Linked DNA regions of Sus scrofa: regions 2 and 3 are each linked to region 1. The links are chromatin contacts, called in public HiChIP or PLAC-seq maps. All regions are on one chromosome and are shown on one strand. The core of a region is the stretch at or near the end of the contact, and the rest is flanking DNA. Distances in the headings are between cores, read along the strand shown. Region 1 overlaps CFAP74 (cilia- and flagella-associated protein 74). Region 2 has its middle 53 kb from the start of RER1. Region 3 overlaps SKI (ski oncogene).

Region 1 (3,020 bases), core at 376-2,875:
TAGTTCGTGCACTCCTGGTTTGGAGAGGTCTCATGGTGTGTTAAGATGCTTGTTTAAAACAGTGACAAACCATGCACTCTGGTCCCTGAGGGAAGAGCTGGAAGCCTCGGACGGGCTGTCCGCCGGGCGGGGCCCCAGGCCTGGGCTCTCCTCTTCCCCTCGTGTGTGCCCCGTTTTCTGCATAAGCTATCATTCTCCCATCCTGGCCCCCAGGAGGACAGTCTTCCGTCCCCGCGAGCCACTGTGCTGGCGCCGGCCATCTCCAGCGAGTCCGTGCAGGTGGACCCCAGCAGCCCGGGCTGGCAGGAAGAGCCGCTGGTGAGGCCGGAGATCCCGGGGCTCTGGAGCCAAGAGGCCTCGCCACACCAGGTACCCGCCCGAAGCCTCCGCCTGCCCCCGCCCTGCCCCCCGCTCTCCAGGTCACCGAGCTGATCAGGAAGCAGCTTCTTGTCCACTTGAGAAAGTGTTGCTTCCTGTAGAACTTTCCAAACATGTTCTCTTGGCGTGATTTAAAAATCTGGAACGCTCCCTCGGCCGTTCCGTCCCGGGCATCGGCTGGGGCCTGGCCGGCTCCGCCCGGGCCCGCGTTCCTCTTCCGCCAGCCTCGCGGAACTCCACGGCCCCCGCACGTCCCCCATGTGGCGCGTCTGTCCCGGTGCCATCCCAGGTGCCCCAGGCGGACGCGGGCCGGAAGCCTGTGGGCGGGACGAAGACGGACCAGGACCTGCTGGCGCGCACGATCCGGTGCCTGCGCAGCGGGGCGCCCCGCAGGCAGGTGGCGTCCAGGCGCAAGTTCAGAGGGAGGCCCTTCAACAGCAAGCCCCAGCTCATCCACTTCAAGGTGGGCCTGGGGTGCAGCCGCCACTCGGGCCTCTGCTGGCTGGGTCTCTCGGGAGGGGCCTTTCAGCAGCCCCGGGGGCCGCTGGGGCGAGAGACGGGTGGCATCTCAGGCGCGTTAACCAGACGGGGTGGGGGCGGCTGGAATGTCGCACCTTCCCCGGCCCTTCAGAGGACCAGCCCCCGGACCTGCGCTGCTGGGGCCTCCCGCCTGCTGGTGCCCGGAGGCTGCTTCCTGCCCCGGGCGCAGCAAGGACATGACTAGAGCGTCACATCCAGCCATCTCCCAGGCGGGACTGTCAGAGCCGCAAAGCCGCCGCCGGGAACGAAGCAGTAACTTTTCCTCCGGTTTGCGCAGGACTTTGACGTGGGCAGAGAGTACGAGAAGAAAGTCATCTTGACCAATGCCACCTACACCATCAACTACTGCAGGCTGGCGGGCGTGGAGGAGAGCCTGCGGGACTCCGTCCGCGTCGAGTAGGCTGGGCCGGGTCAGCCGAGCCCCCTCCTCGGCCTTTTAACTTGAGCCTCACTTTGGGCCTGAAGCCCTCAGCTGGGGTCCTTGGGGAGGGGGGCCTCCCCTTTCCTGAGCTGAGCTTGTTCTGTCTCCCCAGCAAATGGTTTTCCCCACCGGTGTTTGGAGCTTGGCCGCTCTGGGCCTGTTCGGGGTGGAGGTTAGCGCCGTCTCTGATCTCGGGCCTGAGGACTTGAACTCTGACTTCATGGTTTGACTCTGCTCCTGCTTCCAGTTTCCTTCTCGGAGACACGCTGACGCCTGAGTTGGATCCTCTCGTTCTGTGGCTTCCTCTCTGGTCGCTGTCACCCTTTCTTCTTCCCTATTTTCTGTCTCCCTCGCTGTCTCACAACAACCTTCACAGCGTCTTCTGCAGGGTCCCTCGCTCCTTCTGCTCCTGGGCATTTGCCTTTGCTGTTAAGACTGTCTTTTCTGGAGCTCCCTGGTGGTGCAGCGGGTTAGGGATCCGGCATTGCCACTGCAGCAGCTCTGGCCGCTGCCATGGTGCAGGTTCCATCCCTGGCCCTGGAACTTCCACCCCAGGGACGCAGCCCAAAAAAAAAAGTCTTTTCTCCTCTGCTGCTTCCTGGTTTCGGTCATCAGTTTGGAGGCCCACGGGAGCTCTGAGTTTCCAGCTCTGGGTGCTGGAGCTGTGTGGGGGCTGCAGCCCCAGGGCCCTGCCCCGTGTGCACAGGGGGACCTCCCTCAGGTGCCACAGCCCGGGCTCGGCCAGTCTCGGGGAGGTCGTGCCGTCCCCTTCTCTCTTGCCTCAGAGGCTTGCGTTTTCACGGCCGATTTGTCCCGTCTTCCGGGCCCACAGGCAGCGTGCGGTTTCCTGGTGCTTTGCTAGTTCTTCTGCTGACCTGTCGGCAGAGGCCGGATTCGGGTGGTCCCGTTGCCTCCGGCACCTGAAGCCAGCTCCCCGAGCCGGAACAAAAGTGTCCTGTTGGCAGCATTTCCGCTCGACTCTTGAGGCTGTCACCCTCTGTGCTCTGCTTTCCCCCGCCGGGGCGGATGGGCGGGTGGGCACTTCTCTGTCCACCCGCGCTCTGCAGGCCGTCCAGCCCTCCTCGCCCCACTCTTGGGCCCTGCGTCTCCTCCTCAAGGTGTCTGGTGCGGCCTGACCTTCCTTAGACCTGCTCGGAGGTCACTGTGGTTCCCGAGCTGAGGGCTCAGTTTTATGAGCGACGGTGGACATTTATCGGCCTTGTCTCCTCAAATGCTGCCTCCCTGCTGGGCGCTCACCTCCTGTGTTGTCCTGCAGCTTCGATCCACCTGGTCCCATGTCTGCCGGCATGTCCTGCGAGGTGCTTGTCACCTTCAAGCCCGTGGTGAGTGTCGGTCCCCAAACCAAACCGTGGAAGAGGGGTTTGCCTCACTGTCCTGAGAGGGCGGTGGTGGAATTCAGGTCTCTGCTGCCCCCGCAGGGCACCTCAGAAGGGGCCACACCCAGCCCCTGTTTGGCTGTTTTATTTCCAAAATGTATTTGAACCCCACTCAGCGCTGGGCCGAGCTACCCACTAGGAGCCCGCAGCCTGAATGGGGCTCGTGGAGCCTCCTGAGGCGGGCACGACACCCCCCGCAGTGGCAGGGGTTCAGGCGTGGCCCATGTCACTGTGTCAGGTGTCACCGCGTCAAGTTGCAAACAGGCTGGGGGGTTGCTTTTTAT
Region 2 (3,020 bases), core at 204-2,703, 230 kb before region 1:
TGTTTGCTGGGGACAGGGCCGGGCTGGGATGTGGACCGGGGAGGGGGCAGGTGGAGATCCTAGCAGCAGATGGTACCACGGAGGGCAAGGGTGTGTAGGTCAGGGGGTTGCCATCTGGGGGACAGAGGAGGCCTGGCCCCGAGGAGAGGGGGAGGGCAGGAGGATCAGGTCACCGGGCGCCTCCCCTGGCCCATCCTTCAAGGCCCATCCCACTGCCCATCCAAGCCACCCTGGGGGCTGGGGCGCCCTGGGGCGGTCCCTGGTCCAGAGGTGCTCGCCCCTCTAGCAGTGACTAGGATCAAGTCTGGGCCTGTTGGGCTGGATGGGGGGCACTGGGGAGGGACAGCGCCCAGGGCCCCTATAGACCCCAGCTACCCTTCCCGCCCAGGAAAGCTTTTCCTTCCAGCGGAAATGAGCTTCCAGAGCTCAGGGGGTCTCAAAGGACCGGGTTTTCCTCCAGCTCTGGCGTAAAAGGGAGGAGGCCCCCACTCTCCCCCGAGAAAAGGGCACCCAAGCAGGCAGAGAGGAGCCCTCCTGGGGAGGGTGGATGCGGAGCCCAGAGCGCGCCCCTCCGCGCGCTCAGCCCCTCCGCGCGCTCAGCCGGGAGCTGCAGTTCCCGCATCCGCCGCCGGGGGCCGCGGGGACATTTCCCCCCACCCCGGCCCCCTCCGCCGCGCCCCCCGAGGCCGCGCGGCGCTCGGATGCGCGGACACGTCAGCGCCCGCCCACGCAGAGGAGCGGCTCGGAGCGCGCAGGAAGCCCCGCGCCCAGCCCCGAGCGCTGCAGCCCAGGGGAAGCCCCCTCCCCCACCCCGCTTCTCGCCGGCGGGCAGGGTGGGGGGAGGGGGCGGCCGCGCTCGGGACGCGGGGGAGGGGACTTCCTGCTGCCCGGCTCCCTCCTTCCCGAACGCGCGCGCCCCTGCCGCGGGGGAGGTGGGGGCAGCCCCGGCCCGCCGTGCCCCCCAGCGGGGCCCGAACCTGCTCCCGCCCTTCGCGGAGCAGGGGCTCGGTCCCGCGCGGCCCCACCCCCGCACCCAGCGCAGGCGTAGAGACAAGGGGCCCGGGCGGTGGCGCACCGCCCCGTCAGAACCCCCTCCCCGCCACCGCCCCTCGGCCGGAAGCGCCCCCGTGCCCGCCCCCGTCGGAATCGGAGGCGGACGGAGCCGCGCGTCCCCCGCCCCTCGCCGGGCCAAGGGAGGGGAAGTGAAACCGTGCGGCGGGGGCCGGAGGCCGCGTCGAGGTTTCTGTAGACGCGTAATCGGAAACTGAGGCCGCGGGGCGGGGACGCGGCAGCCGCGCGGCCCTTCCGGAGCCCGGCCGCCTGCGTTCCCGCCGCCCCCGCCCTTCCCGGGAAGCACCATCAGCCGCGGGGACTGGGGCGCAGGACTCCCCCCCCCGCCCCCACCGCTCTGCCCTCTCCAGCTTCGCTGGATCGCCGAAGGCAGCTCCGTGGAAGGAAGTGGTGGGGAGCTGCCCTGCCCCAGCTGGGGCGGGGCCTTCCTGGGGAGGGCGCATCCCGCCCCCCTGGATCCTGGCACAGCCCTCGAGGGGCGCACACCTTCCCGTGACTCACGCCGGCGGGGACGCCCACTCCCTGCCTGACTCACTGGGCACCGGGCCCCACACGGACACCCCGTACTGGGGTGCATCTGCACGGCGTCCTAGGCCTGCGTGACTTGGGGGGCGGGGGGCTTCTTCCTGGTGTGCAGCGCGGCCTGGGGGCGTCCGGCTCCTGACCGGCAGGGCGTGGCCCCCGTGCCGGCTGCCTTCGACCCGGCAGCGGGAACACAGCAGGCGGCAGCACGGCCCCCAGGAGACCCCACCCCCGGACGGCGCACCGGCCCCCTCGGCCCTGGGGTGGGGGGGGGCGTGCTGGGGACCGCGCTCCCGCAGCCCCGCTTCCGGCCAAGCCGGAAGGAGCCGGAATTTGGAATGTTCGGAAGCCGAGGTCCGAGTCTCACGGGGCGTCTCCGCCCCCGCCCTTCCCGCGGTGGGCGGGGCCGCGGGCGAGGCCCTCGCGGGCGGCGGAGGCGGCGGAGAGTGTGGGGCGCCCCGCGGCTCCCGGCCCAGCCTTATGCCCTGGGCACCCGCGCCGCCGCCAGCCTCAGGCCTGGGGGTGCGGGCCGAGGCCTGGCAGCGGGGCTTGCAGCGAGGCCGCCGTGGGAGCCGGGACCAGCGGGCCTCCCAGCGCTGGGCGGGTCTGAGCTGGCCGCTGCCTTCCCGCCGGGGAAAGCAGTTGTGCGGGGAAGGCAGATGGCCCCCAGCGCCAGGGGCCGGGAACACCTGCCTGGCCCCACTGGCCGCAGCCCTCTGGACGCAGCAGCACCCCAGCCCAGCCCAGCCCAGCCGAGTCCTTGGCCCAGAGCCGCCTCCACAAGCCGCCAGAGCCTTTTCTGGGACTGTTTTTTCTTAGAAACAGGAAGTTGGGGTGTGAGCCACTCGTTCCCCCAGGTCAAGGCGCCGCCAAGGGCGGGGCAGGCTGGGGGTTTGGACCCAGAGGAGGTCGCCACCCTGCCCTGCTTCTGCAACCCCCAGCGCCCCAGGGAACCCCAGGTGCCTGGCAGAGAGGTGCCTACAGACAGAGGAGCGGGAGGAAAAGGAGCTGCTGGCCTAGCTGCCCAGGCTCCGCTGCCCACCTGCTCCAGCCCCAGCACTGGGTCACTTCTGCCTTTGGGTGCCACCTGCACAAGTCCGGCCCTGGGCGTGTAGAGCCGGTGTGCTGGCACTCTGTCCCTCCCTCCCTCCTCTGTGGCTAGGCCTGTCTTTGCACCAGGAGCAGAGCCTGCCCCCCAGAGGCCAGGAGACGCCGCCCTAGACAGGTGCCGCTCCCATGCTGCCTTCCCCAGAGTCTCAGATCCTGACCCAGATGGCCCGGCCCGTCCTCTCCTCCAGGGAGCTGCTGGGCAGGCAGAGGGGGGCCTTCTCCGTTCCTGCCTCGGGTCACGTCTCAGGCTCACTGGCAGGCATCTGTCCTTGTGGTCCCACGCCAGCTGCTCTGGCCAGAGCCCCGTGGAGGGGCAC
Region 3 (3,020 bases), core at 232-2,731, 210 kb before region 1:
CGCCCCCTACAGCCCACGCGGGGTCGGAGGCCGCTGGCTCCTCAGGAGGGCAGGGCCTCAGCCCGCAGCCGCGGTTCACCCTGGGAGGGCCGCGTGCCCGCTGCAGGTGTGGACTGTGCCGTCTCAGGGTCTTGCACACACGTTAAATGCTCTCCCACGAGGCTGAACCTGGCATGGCACAAGGTAAAGACCAGCAGCAAGACAGGCGGCGACGTCCGGTTTTAAGGTTTCTTTCTAGAGACGGCATTAAACAGCAAGCAACCCCACGACGAGCTGCGAGACAGCGGAAGAGACGCAGGGCAGGCCCATCACGGGCTCTGGCGCTTGCTTCCCGCCCCCGGGAGGAGGGTCCAGACGCTCCACCCGCTGTCTGGTGGCCCAGGGCACCTGCGAGCACCCCCGGGGTCCCCCCACCGAGAGCCGTGCCAGCTGAGAACCTGGAAACCACCCGCTGATCCTCCAGGGAGTGAAACCTGCCGAAGGAAGAGGCAATGCCCATTTGTCGGCCCCAGGGCGCGGCTGACGGGGGAGACCGAGCCGCCGGCGAGACCGCGGTCCCACAGCCGGACACACCCCACACACTGCCCACGAGGCCTGAGCCGGTCCAACCGCACTTCTGTGCCCCTAATCCAAACTAGAGGAAAAGATGTACAGCGGGGAAGGATCCAGTGCTGCCACTGCAGCAGCGCAGGAACTGCGGCGATGCAGGTTCGATTCCGGGCCCAGGCACTTTCACATTCCGCAAGCAGAGCCAAACAAACAAAAATCACTCCTTTTTATGGTCAGGAAGGTCCAGCCTGAGGTCGTGTCCGTACAGAAAACACACAGGTTGACCCAACTTCCGTCTCCACTGGCCACTGATGAGCGTGACTGACGGAGCAGAGCCCCAGGTGGGTGTGGCCGTGGGGCAGTCCCCCCAAAGGAGGGCGCCCCCAAGCCGGGCTGCTCCCCCCGCTCCTAGCCCTCACAGGCCTCCTGGGGCGGAAGGGAGCTGGACCCAGGGAGCCTTCTTAGCCACACTGGCTCAGGGTCAGTGGGAGCCCCGGCATCCCCTGGCACCAAAGACGTGACAGAGGGGGAATGCAGTCCCCCCAAGAGGGTGGGGGAGCCAGGGCCCAGCAAGGAGGGTGGGGGAGCTGGGGGCAGGCAGTGGGACCAAGGGCAGCACAGGCAAAGGACACACCCTGACCAGGTCAGCCTGGTGGCCCTCTCCGCTCAGTGGCCTAAAGTGACCAGAGGCAGGTCACAGGAAGCCCAGGACAGGAGGCCCGAGGGGCGCGGGCCCTGCATTTGTGAAGAGGGCGTCGGGTGACAAGGCCCAGCCCTGCACGTGAGGTCCTGGCCTCAATGGCAGCGCAGGGGACAGAGCGCTGTCACCAGCTTCCTGGCCAGGAAGGGACCCCGCCGCCACCCCACAGCTTCCTGGGCACCTCCGCCTCCTCCCCCGCCTGGTGGCTTTCTCTCCATGGAAACCGACACAACACCAGGCCCGGCACCGAGCCAGCACAGGTGGACGGTGGCGCTGCCCAGCCACGGGGCAGCTCGGGGCAGTGGCCGCCTCTGCTTCCGGGCTGTAGCAACAAGGCCAGCAAGGGACTGGCAGAGTCATGGCTGGTGGGTCCCTGGTGTGTCCGAGCCCAGGCTGGAAGACAGCTCGGTCCCCAAAGACGTGTCCGTGGAGACACAAAAACGGAGCCACGTATCCATGGCTGTCGCCGGCACCGAAACTTGGATGCCTCTGAGAAGGCAGGACGGGACCAGACGGGGTCCCTGGAAAAGCAACGCAGCAGCCCCTGCGCCAGCGCACCATGTCACCCTCACAGCGGGACACGGGTCTCCGGGCCCGGCCCTCCTGCGTGAGGTCCATCCCTGCCCGGGGGCTTGGGGAAGCTGGCCTGGGGGACCCCAGGAGAGCGGGGGCCTGAGCGAGGGTGTGGCTGAAGAATCCACCAGAGCCGCCCCTCCTGAAAAATGGGTGACACGGGCTCAGAGACCTCAAGCAGAGGGCACGGCGTTTTTGGAGCCACTGACCCGAAACATGTCCCCCACGGGAGGGGCGGGGCAGGGGCGGCGGAGCCAAGGCCTGGCAGGTGCAGGGGGCCCAGGCTCAGGCACCACGGGCCTGGCCAAAGCTGCCAAGCCAGCCTCTGAGTGACACCCCTGTACCAGGGGACCCGGCCAGGACCTGATCCTGGCAGTGCCAACACCAGCCCAGGGCCAACCCCTCACCACCATACACCCTGCTGGGCCTCTCCAGGCAAAGGAGGGGTCTCCCAGCAGCCTGGGCAGGGGTAGGGCAGCCCTGCTCTCAAGGGCTGGGCTGGGGCCTGCTCTCCTCCCTGAGGTCAAGGTCAGAGCAGGCGCCAGAGCCCACAGACCCCAAGGCCCCCTGTCTCTGACCCTCGCTCACTCTGAGACCTGAGCTCGGATGGCTGGTTGGTCAGGACAACTGTGGTCCCCACTACACTTTTTTTTTCCTTTTCTAAGACCGTGCCTGTGGCGTAGAGAAGCTTCTGCAGCTAGCGTCTGAGTTGGAGCTGCAGCTGCTGGCCTTGGGGCAATGCTGGATCCCTAACCCACCGGGTGAGGCCAGAGATTGAACCTGCGTCCTCACGGACACTAGTCAGGTTCCCAGCCTAGTGCGGGTTCACGTTTTAATACCCGCACCGCAGCTGGTCTCCTCGGCTGTTTTCTAGGCTGAGTTCACCTTGTTCAAAGGTGCCGTGTGAGGTGTCAGGTCACAGGCAGGGACAGCAGGAGCCCCGCGTGGGATGGACCCTCGGCCCCTTCCTCAGGGACAGTGATGGAGGAGCGGCCTCCTGAAAGACTGAAGACACAGGCAGCGGGAGGGGGGTCAGTGCTTACTCTGCTTCGAAAGCCCCCCACTTTTCCCCCTTCTCTGTCGGCCGCCCCACGGCATATGGAGCTCCCAGGCGGGGGGTCAGATCCGTGCTGCAGCGGTGACCTAAGCTGCAGCTGTGGCAACACTGGACCCCTAACCCGCGGCGCTGAGCCAGGGA

Evidence for each region. HiChIP or PLAC-seq counts read pairs in DNA pulled down with a chosen protein or histone mark.
Region 2: a contact with region 1 is called in an H3K27ac HiChIP or PLAC-seq map of alveolar macrophages. The contact joins two enhancer-like sites. A contact is called at or near these places in 1 of 47 Hi-C or Micro-C datasets (epiblast stem cells) and 1 of 2 datasets of contacts at active chromatin or transcription factors (alveolar macrophages).
Region 3: a contact with region 1 is called in an H3K27ac HiChIP or PLAC-seq map of alveolar macrophages. The contact joins two enhancer-like sites. A contact is called at or near these places in 1 of 47 Hi-C or Micro-C datasets (epiblast stem cells) and 1 of 2 datasets of contacts at active chromatin or transcription factors (alveolar macrophages).

What each region holds. Positions count from the first base shown.
Region 1 is chr6:64,012,941-64,015,960 of Sscrofa11.1, reverse strand. It overlaps CFAP74 (cilia- and flagella-associated protein 74), which reads left to right. Exons shown (of 40, transcript XR_002344845.1): 13 at 214-369; 14 at 668-841; 15 at 1,196-1,314; 16 at 2,616-2,682. Among named protein-coding and RNA genes, the nearest start is that of CFAP74, 24 kb to the left of the region's middle. Within about 2 kb of position 1,625, at least 5 of the 83 cell types and tissues checked have an H3K27ac peak or open chromatin away from gene starts, as enhancers often do. A contact at or near this core is called in alveolar macrophages, where this site is marked.
Region 2 is chr6:64,246,179-64,249,198 of Sscrofa11.1, reverse strand. No RefSeq gene overlaps it. Among named protein-coding and RNA genes, the nearest start is that of RER1, 53 kb to the left of the region's middle. Within about 2 kb of position 1,453, at least 68 of the 83 cell types and tissues checked have an H3K27ac peak or open chromatin away from gene starts, as enhancers often do. A contact at or near this core is called in alveolar macrophages, where this site is marked.
Region 3 is chr6:64,222,697-64,225,716 of Sscrofa11.1, reverse strand. The region is part of intron 1 of SKI (ski oncogene); the gene reads right to left. Among named protein-coding and RNA genes, the nearest start is that of SKI, 36 kb to the right of the region's middle. Within about 2 kb of position 1,481, at least 4 of the 83 cell types and tissues checked have an H3K27ac peak or open chromatin away from gene starts, as enhancers often do. A contact at or near this core is called in alveolar macrophages, where this site is marked.